Regions from separate parts of the Triticum aestivum genome. Here region 2 is linked to region 1. A link is a contact called in public Hi-C data. All regions are on one chromosome and are shown on one strand. Each heading gives the region's core, a stretch centred on a gene start, on an enhancer-like site or on the middle of the called end of the contact. The rest is flanking DNA. Distances are from core to core; before and after follow the strand shown. Region 1 holds the start of LOC123113836 (chitinase 2-like). Region 2 has its middle 410 kb from the start of LOC123113836.

The links. A called contact is a pair of places that touch in the nucleus more often than the background predicts.
Region 2: a Hi-C map of leaf shows a contact between it and region 1, with 5 times the contacts expected there. The contact joins the enhancer-like site here to the promoter of LOC123113836 in region 1. A contact is called at or near these places in 2 of 5 Hi-C or Micro-C datasets (both in leaf).

Annotation. Positions count from the first base shown.
Region 1 is chr1A:241,741,501-241,746,254 of IWGSC CS RefSeq v2.1, forward strand. LOC123113836 (chitinase 2-like) reads left to right here and starts at 3,071. Exons shown (of 1, transcript XM_044535179.1): 1 at 3,071-4,754. The coding sequence starts at 3,104. The coding sequence ends at 4,048. LOC123044273 (ABC transporter G family member 25) reads left to right here. Exons shown (of 15, transcript XM_044466976.1): 14 at 1-85; 15 at 166-464. The coding sequence ends at 83.
Region 2 is chr1A:242,148,846-242,153,484 of IWGSC CS RefSeq v2.1, forward strand. It overlaps the pseudogene LOC123044287. Among protein-coding and RNA genes, the nearest start is that of LOC123113836, 410 kb to the left of the region's middle. Within about 2 kb of position 2,861, at least 7 of the 8 cell types and tissues checked have an H3K27ac peak or open chromatin away from gene starts, as enhancers often do. A contact at or near this core is called in leaf, where this site is marked.

The DNA.
Region 1 (4,754 bases), core at 1,821-4,320:
TTGCAATCTGCATCGGCATTATGATGCTTAATGGTGTACTCTTCCGGTTTGTTGCTCTGCTTAGTCTGTTGAAGCTAAGATAGACGTAAGTATGCACATAATTAGGTTTTTGTCAATTTTTCTTCTGCTTTCATTTCACTTAACCTGGATATGTGGATTATGAAGGTTCTTATCATCTCGCGAACTAAAGAACAAGGGTGTGTTCTCTTGAATATTCAAGATTCAACTGCTGCGGAATTTGTATATAACAAGGTTATCACATTGGTAGAGTAGAGATCTCGAGAATATATGCAGATTTGTAATTATTATTCTTGTCCATAAGCTCTTGGGGGAATCGGGCCTACATAGGTAGCATATATGTTTGTACACTTGCTGCCCTTCATTTCTCGAATGCAAATGTAATCTCAAATTGTCCCTTTGTATTTTATTTTGCTGTATGAAAAGTGTGAAATCCAGTTCTACTAGGACAGAAAAGCAGTCTGGTCGTTTTAATACATTATCCACATTTCTCTGGAACACACACTTACCTTGGATTCTGCGGAAGGTGCAACTCTTTTTTTATTGAGAAAGATCCTTGAATGTATAACAAGAAAAAAAAACACAGATAAAAACACACACACACACATACATATATATAGGACTCATTTTCTATACTCCTTGAGAGTATGTACTCCCATATTCAATATACCTCGTATATGCATTGACTATACCCCTTTATCATTCTCAATATACTTCATTAAATATTCTAAGATACCTCAATACGAGTTTTGTTGAAAAAATATCATTTGCGACCTACTTTTTGTAATATACCTTTTTCACGTACAAACAAATCAGTATATACGTAAACCTTTTGAAAATATGAGGCACACATGATTTTTTTTTCATGAAATCCATTTTAGGGTATCTAGTAATTATCAATGAAGTGTATTAAAAATAATAATGAGGTATAAAAGATTCATCTATGTGGTATATGAGGAGCAAGAGTACGTACTCCCATAAGTATATTAAAAATAATAATGAGGTATATATATATATATATATTTCTATTTCTATTTCTATTTCTATTTCTAAAGGCTCTTGATCTTATAACACTGTTGTGATCTTCTATTTCTAAAGGAGCAATGCTACAACTACGCACAACTTTTTCGGGAGGTGACATACAGGCTGATGTGGGCTGTTTTGATTCGTAATTAGGGGGAAGCGAGGCCCACACTGAAGCTCGGAGGGGGGGGGGGGTAGTGAGGGTAGTAGGGTTAGTCCTGTTAACTCCGTAAATATCACGTGTAAGTATACCATTTTTTTAAAGCTATTTTTAAAATCATACTCCCTCCGTAAACTAATATAAAAGCGTTTAGATCACTACTTTAGTTATCTAAACACTTTTATATTAGTTTACAGAGGGAGTATTTCTCAAATCATTTCGTCATGCTTCCCCAACTTAGGTATTCTAAGTGAACCGATCCAGGCTGGGCCCGGATGTTACGCCAGAAAGTGATTTTCAGCCCTCAAAATCTAAGTAAGGATTAATTTTCTAGCCTTTTATGATAAATAAATCACTTTAAGTCATAGGTATACCAACATATCAAATTGGGATCTCGGATCTTGTAAGGAGAATTTTTTACTGCTACAAATGCTCGAAGTCAAAACTCCAAACACTCAAAATTCCTCAATCTTCCACACATACATTTCTCCTTTTAGGTAAAAAGCTAGCGATACTATTAATAAGAGACATGATTTTCAGCACCCGGGTGCCCCTACACCCTCTATGAACAGTAAATTTAAAAAAAATTCAAAACAAAACAAAAAAAATCTGAAACTTTGGGACATCGAACATCATGTAACTTTTGATGATCTTGCAAAGTTTTAGCTAAAAATAACATTCAAAGAGCACTCAAATAAAAAATCAAAATCATTGTTCAAACTTTATGTGCATTTTTGAGCAGTGATTTTGTTTTTTTGGAGAGGGCTCCACGAAGGTTATTTGTTGCTGAAACTTTGCAGGAACATCAAACCTTTGATAGTCTTTGATCCCTAAAAGTTTCAGCTTTTTTTGATTTTCTTTTAATTTTTTATGAATTTACTGTTCATGAGAGTGTAGGGGCACCCGGAGCTGTTAGACATTTCTCTATTAGTAACCATTATTTCCACGTCGCTACAGTCACAGCTATGAAAATTACAATCTTGTACTGTAGCTGGTAGCTGGTAAACTCAATCACATAGCAATGCAACAGTTGACTTCTTGGATCGTGTGCCTAATCCTACCGTCCTGCCATCCAGGGCATGTACTATCTTCTGGAAGAATTCCCACAGCCATTGTGGCGGTAATGTTGAAACATAGAAGTCATTTCCGTGAACTTCCCGCCTTATAATTAAAATCTTGGTAGTACCAAGTCCGACCTTTCCAAGTTTTCCTTGCCGGCGAGTTTGAAGATGAAGACGAAGATAAACATAAATATATATCTTGAGTGCCATAAGCTTTAAATATATTATTTGGATTGGTAAAATATAAATGTTAGTATTTTCATAGTATCCTAGAATTCCATGTCAACATATTCACATAAAAGTACCCCCTCTGAACTAAAACCACGACAAGAATTATGGTACAGAGGGAGTAACTATATCCATCTCAACACCCTAAAACAACATTATTATTATTTTCCAGATGAAACAACATTTATTATACTGAACATAAAATATTATGTGGTTTGAAAATTGGTGGTCAAAGTTGCTTATTAACTACTACACCCTCTGTTCACTAATGTAGGACGTTTTTGAACAGTGAACAGAGGGATTACAAAGCATCGTGTATTCCTGAAGAGTGAAGACAGTTCGCTTAATTAATCTGTTACATTATGAATTCTCCATATGCATTATTCCGTGTGAATGTATCTGCAATGTCAAGAGTCAGCGATTGAGGAGGAGATTTTCTGTTGAAAAGTAAGCAGATGACTTTGATCACCTGCAGAACAAGTCCATTCGATCGCTTGTTTTGATCGTTAGCCGCAAAACGCACTAGCATTTATAAATACTGCGGCTGAACCATCCAAGCTGTGCAAAAACCAATCGCTCCCCCGAACAAAAGCAGGAGTAACAAAAGCCACCAATGGGCTCCACAAAGCTCATCGCAGCGACTCTTCTCCCCGCCTTCCTCGCCCTCCATCTACACGCCCCAGCAGCAATGGCCACCGCGGCAGGAAGCTCCAACTCCAACCTCTTCCGTGACTACATCGGCGCCCTCTACAACGGCGTCAGGTTCGCGGACGTGCCGGTCGACCCGCGCGCCCGGTTCGACTTCATCCTCGCGTTCGTCATCGACTACACCACCGCGACGGAGCCACCGTCCCCGACCAACGGCCGGTTCAACGTCTTCTGGCAGGACACGGTGCTCACCCCCGCCGCGGTCGCCGAGGTCAAGCGGCGGAACCCCAACGTGCGCGTGGCCGTCAGCCTCGGCGGCGCCACGGTCAACGGCAGGCCCGTGTTCTTCAACGTCACCTCCGGCGTTGACTCCTGGGTCCGCAACGCCGTCGACTCGCTGACCGGCATCATCCAGCGGTACGGCCTGGACGGCATCGACATCGACTACGAGCAGTTCCAGGTGGACCCGGGCACCTTCGCCGAGTGCGCCGGCCGTCTCGTGGCGGCGCTCAAGAGCAGCGGCGTCATCAGGTTCGCGTCCATCGCGCCGTACGGCAACGGCGACGTGCAGCGCTACTACCGGACGCTGTGGGCGGCGCACGGGGCCGCCATAGACTACGTCAACTTCCAGTTCTACGCCTACGGCGCAAGCACCACCGCGGCGAAGTACGTCAGCCTCTTCGACGAGCAGATCGCCAACTACCCTGGAGCCAACATCCTGGCCAGCTTCACCACGGCGGCGACGAACACCTCGGTGCCGGTCGACACCGCGCTCAGTGCTTGCCGGACTCTGCAGGGGCAGGGCAAGCTCTACGGCATCTTTGTCTGGGCTGCAGACCATTCCAGGAACCAAGGATTCAAGTATGAGACACAGTCGCAGGCCCTGTTGACTGATGCCACCACTTACTAGTTACCCACAGCTTCTTGGTTTGCGTATATCGATTTTTTAGTGAAATCATATGGAATAAAATGAGCATCCGATTTTAATTGTTGGTTGACTGCACCCTATTAGGCTTAAAATTATTGGAAAATGTACGTAATATTTACATTTGAGATTTATTTATAGCACATTCTCAACATATCCATAACTTTCTAGCCCTTCCTCTAAACTTTCCTTTTGCAAGAGAAACTTCCAATCTATTCTTCGACCCTTAAGGTAGTACAAAGAACACAGAAATAAAAAATACATTCAGGTTCGTAAACCACCTAGTGATGATTACAAGCACTGGAGCTAGCTGAAGGTGCGCCGCCGTCATCGCCCTCCCTCGTCGAAGACGAGCAAACCTTGTTGTAGTAAACAGTCGAGAAGTTCTCGTGCTAAGACCCGATGGGACCAACGCATCAGAACAACAACCGTCGCCGATGAAGAGAAGCGTAGATTGGAAGAATCCAACCTGTAGACAGACGAACGAAAACCGGATCCACGTAGATCCACCGAAGACAAACGCCGAACGAATTCCATGAGATCCGCCGGAGATAAACCTTCACACGCCCCCTGACGATGCTAGAAACACCATCAAAACTAGGGCTAGGCAGAAAAGACCTTATTCCACCTACAGAGAGTTGCCGCCGCCTCGCATCTCTAAGCAGGACACAAACCCTAACAAAACTCAAAA
Region 2 (4,639 bases), core at 1,611-4,110, 410 kb after region 1:
CTTGGCCTCCTGGTTGGGGACCTTCTACCATTCTTGTGGTGCAGCTTTGTTGCCTGGCGCATGCGGCTCCCCAGATTCAAGGGCGTCAGTAACTTCCTCAACCTCTGGTTCCTCTGCGGTTCCGAGAGAGGCCCTTGGTCTGGCTGCTTTTCTGTGAAGCTGGTGGCGATTGAAGCTCTGGTTTTGCCTATGGTGAACCCTGTTCCAGTCAGGGTGAAGCTCTGGTTTTTCCTATGGTGAACCCTATTCCAGTCAGCGGTGAAGCTCTGGTTTGCGTGGCATTCTGGATGGTTCGTAAGGACCCGTATGTGCACGTATCCTTGTAGGGCAGCCCTTTAACCTTTGTTTCTTTTGTGTTTGTCTTAGGTTTCCAGGTTCTCCTCTTCTTTGTGGCTTGTTTAGCCCCATGCATCGAGCTCTTAACATAATGCAGGAATCTTTTGCCAACAAAATAAACAGATCGTGGGTGCAGGGGAGAAATATGATCATGGGATTAGTGATTTTAGTACAGGTCGTGGATGGGGTCTGTGGCGTAGATATCTCCTGAGGGGGTGTTGATGGGCATGTGGTTCCTCGGTCGGATCAACAACGCGAAATGGTCGACCATGAGAGAGAAATCTCGTTAAACTTGTACTTCTATTACATACTAGCAAGAAACTCATGCTTTGCTATGGGATGAAGGATAACCATACTTTATGTTTACAAGCTAATTACTTTATTAAAATCTGCAAAACTCATGGTAGATTGGGGTGTTTTATGAAACAGAATTAGGTGGGTAGTGACTAGTGAGCAACCACTTCCCATTCTCAGTCGTTCGTACCAAGGCGGTTGGTTGGTATTACAGAAGTTGAATGGTCCATCATCACCGACTTGTTTCTTTATAAGATTTGTAAGACGTAAGTACTATATAAATACTAGAAGGTTGAAGAGCCGAAGTCAATGCATTATAATATGTAGATTGTTTTCAACATGTGAGTGTTCAGGAATAGGATATACCTATACTATATATACCCCTTTATTGGAATGTAGAAAGCTAAAGAACCAAAGCCAATAAATTAGAATATGGAGATTGACTTCAAATTTTTGGTTGGTATTAAGGTCGGATCCATGTTGTATCTTATGAACTTATGAACTTATGAGTGCATGCTAAAACAACTACATATAAGTACAAACAATTTACACTTGGGCTGGACTGTGAACTATAATTCTTTATCAATGTTTCATGTACAAGTGTCGAGCATATAAACCTGAGACGGACTGAACTATTTTTCTTCATGAATGATTTACGTACAAGTGTCAAGCATATAAACTTGAGATGGACTTTAGTGTGTAGCACACTTCGTAAATGAATGGATTAGACCAAGCTGGGCATATCTGCAAAATGCAAACTTTACATAATACCATCTGCATTCTGAAGTCTTGAATTTACTATTTATATGGTTATTTCCTTGGATGTATGTTAAGCAAGAATTCTAATGCTGCAGAGCTAATGAGTGGTACAGTGACTGCTTGCTGATTTTTTTACAGCCTAGATAGATGCTTAGTGGATATAATTGCAATTCTCTACAGCCAGTGAGTGGTACTAATTGCTGCTTGTGGAATCTTCTGCTCCCTCCGATCCATATTAACTGTTACTGACTTAGTACAACTCCGATCCATATTAATTGTCGCCGACTTAACGGAGGGAGTGCATCCTTAATATGAAATGAAACGAAAGTGCTCAACAACCAATATTGATATGAGTGACTGCTTGCTGAATTTTCTACAGCCTAGATGTGTACTGAATAGAATTGTAATGCTCTATAGCTATGACTTGTATTAATGGCTGCTTGCTGAATTGTCTACAGCCTAGATATGTAGTGAATCGGGTCACGGCGGGTGACTACGACTGCCCACGGAAGGTGCTAAGCTTTTTGACTGATCTGCATGCTTCATTTAGGATGCTGAATCTGCGCAATGACTTCTTGCGTAAGAAATTTGATGGTGAGTTCCCCAGCTTATGGTTCACTGGACATGTTCCTTTTTAAAAGAACTCAACTAGCTTTGGCAGTATTATTTCAGCTTACCGTAATATTTTGCCATGCCTTGTTGTTGTTGTTGTTGTTGTTGTTGTTGTTGTTGTTGTTGTAATCTGTATTGATTCAGCTGTGTTTCCCCCTCTGTTTTTGTACTTGTGTTTGCAGGGATGAAGTATGATTTGAGAAGGGTGGAGGAAGTATTTTATGATGTGAAGATACGCGGACTTGTCCCTGGGGAGTCAAAGCAAGAGGTTGCTCAGTCATAGACGGTGAGCGGTGCCGTACCATTTACTTGGCAATCGACAGTTGTCGTGTGTTGTCGTCGCTACCAATGAAGTTTATGTTGGACGGATGGTTCTTAGAAAAAGCTCATGCTGTGAGGATCTCTAATTTTGATTGTAGCATCACTTTAAGTTCGGCAATTTTTTGGACCCACCTAGAGGTTGGAAAATGACATAAGAATTATTCTGTTGTCATGTCATGTGACCTATATCTCATTAGGTTTTGTAACTGAGTCTGAGTAGATGCGGGTGAACATGCATTGGATTGAAGTTTCCTATCTCTCCGTCCCATGTAATATAGGACGGAGCTAGTATTAGATTTGCGTAGATGCTTTACGCGGATGCAGCTAGTTGATCCCAACCTAGGTAAAATGAGTCCATGTTTCAACTGTTGTTGAATGTTCCATGGACCACATCACACGGTTGACTCGGTCGTTCTTATAGAATTAGGTTTCGTGTCACATCATGAAAACACAAAAGCATCTGAGAAGCCGTACTGGTGTGACGTCACACGTACAACCCATCATTATCAATTTAACTAATTCTCGCGTGCTTAGCGCTAGTCAATCATATACAGTACTGATGTGGGTGCAGCTACTTGGTTTCAAGTGAGTTCACATCTCCACAGTCCACACACACGCGCGCGCACGAGGAATGGGTTCTCCGTCGTGGTCGTGGTCGTCTTCGAGAAACAGAATCAGGGCAGACGTAGTGCCCCTGGCCTGCCGCTGTGCATCTACACATGCTTGGGACACGAGGATGCTTCGCGGAAGCTGCTTGGCCGCACCATGCATATAAATAAAGGCACCCGTCGGGCCCTCCACTTACCCACTCCATCCAACCCGTGTAGGTGGCTTCTCTCGTCTGCTGCAGTGGTAGCTACCTCGTTCGTACGGTCCTGCAGTTTAGGAACAAGGCTGGATCGATCAACGGCCATCCAAGAGAGCACCGGCGCGTACATGCTAATTACCTTACCTGTACCAATCTTTTTCATAAATATACAAAGGCTGTGTACCATTCATTGATAGAAGAAAAGAAGATACAAAGTTCCCGAGCTAGGGCCCACGAAGGTGCTAGGGGTTCCCTCAAGTAATCGATCATTTTTCGTCGACCCACGAAGGTGCTAGGGGGTCGATGAGAAGTGATTGATCACTTGAGTGAACGACAGAGGAAGACGGATCTCCCTTCTCGGAAAGCAACACCCACGAAAAGCAACACCAACCGCAAAGAGACAAGGGGCTAAACACAAAACCTTTTTTTTTGTGGGGAAATACATGAAACATTGCAAACCAAAAAGCATGAAGGAAGGAAGGACAACACAACACAGTTCAATCGAGAACCATAAGCTGAGGCTAAATGAATTCCATAACTGCAAACTATACTAAGTCTTAGATCAGTCATAAACATAATACCACGAGTGCATAATTAATTCTGGACAAACATAGTTTCATATCATAAATAAAAAATCACAATGGTCTAGGTCCTGTTTAAAATGTGAACTCGGATCACCCTAGCTAGCTACGAAGAAAATGACGGGAGATACAAGGACGACGGTGACGAGAATAAAGAGCAAGACGATGTGAGTTGGTGACAGCGAAGTGGCCATGTTCCCGTGCCCACAAATCTATGGAAAGATAGATGATTCACTAAGATTTATTCCACGACCAAATCGTTACATCTTTATGTCAGCGCATATATATATCCGGCCACTTGTAAGTTGTAAAGCAAATAATAATAATTGTGAAACTAGATTGAAAAGTTCGTGACCCCAATACGTGCGTGCTTTATGTTTCTGATTTGATACCAAACTTCCAACAAGCTAAGTGGAATCTAGTCATAGTCAATAACTCAAGTCATTATGTGACATCATTGATGTGACAATCATCCATCTATTTCTAAGTAGGATTAATTACATCCGTCAGAACTAGATCATGATTTCAAACTTCTAACTATTAGTAGTTAACTTGTTAATACATTTTTAATGAAGAGTTTATCTTCTAAAAAGATGTTCAGCATGATAGTTTTTTTTTTCATTTAACGTAAAGTTTGTAGTGTTTGTACTGAGAGTCCAGAAGAAATATGATAATACCCATGAATTCACACCATGTGTTGATCGTTGCTATAGCATACATGTTTGCAAGAACCCACAACTTTAGATTCCATAAGAAAAGAAAAGGCAGGGGGCAAAAAAAAAAAAAGACTTCGTGGGTCCTTTGGCTGGTTGAGAACGACATGAAGAATGTACCCCCACGCGAGCAGCCAAGAGCAGGGATTTCAACTTAATTAAATAATACTATCGTGGTTTTTATTGGGCCCTTCCATATTTTGGCTTAGATTTTG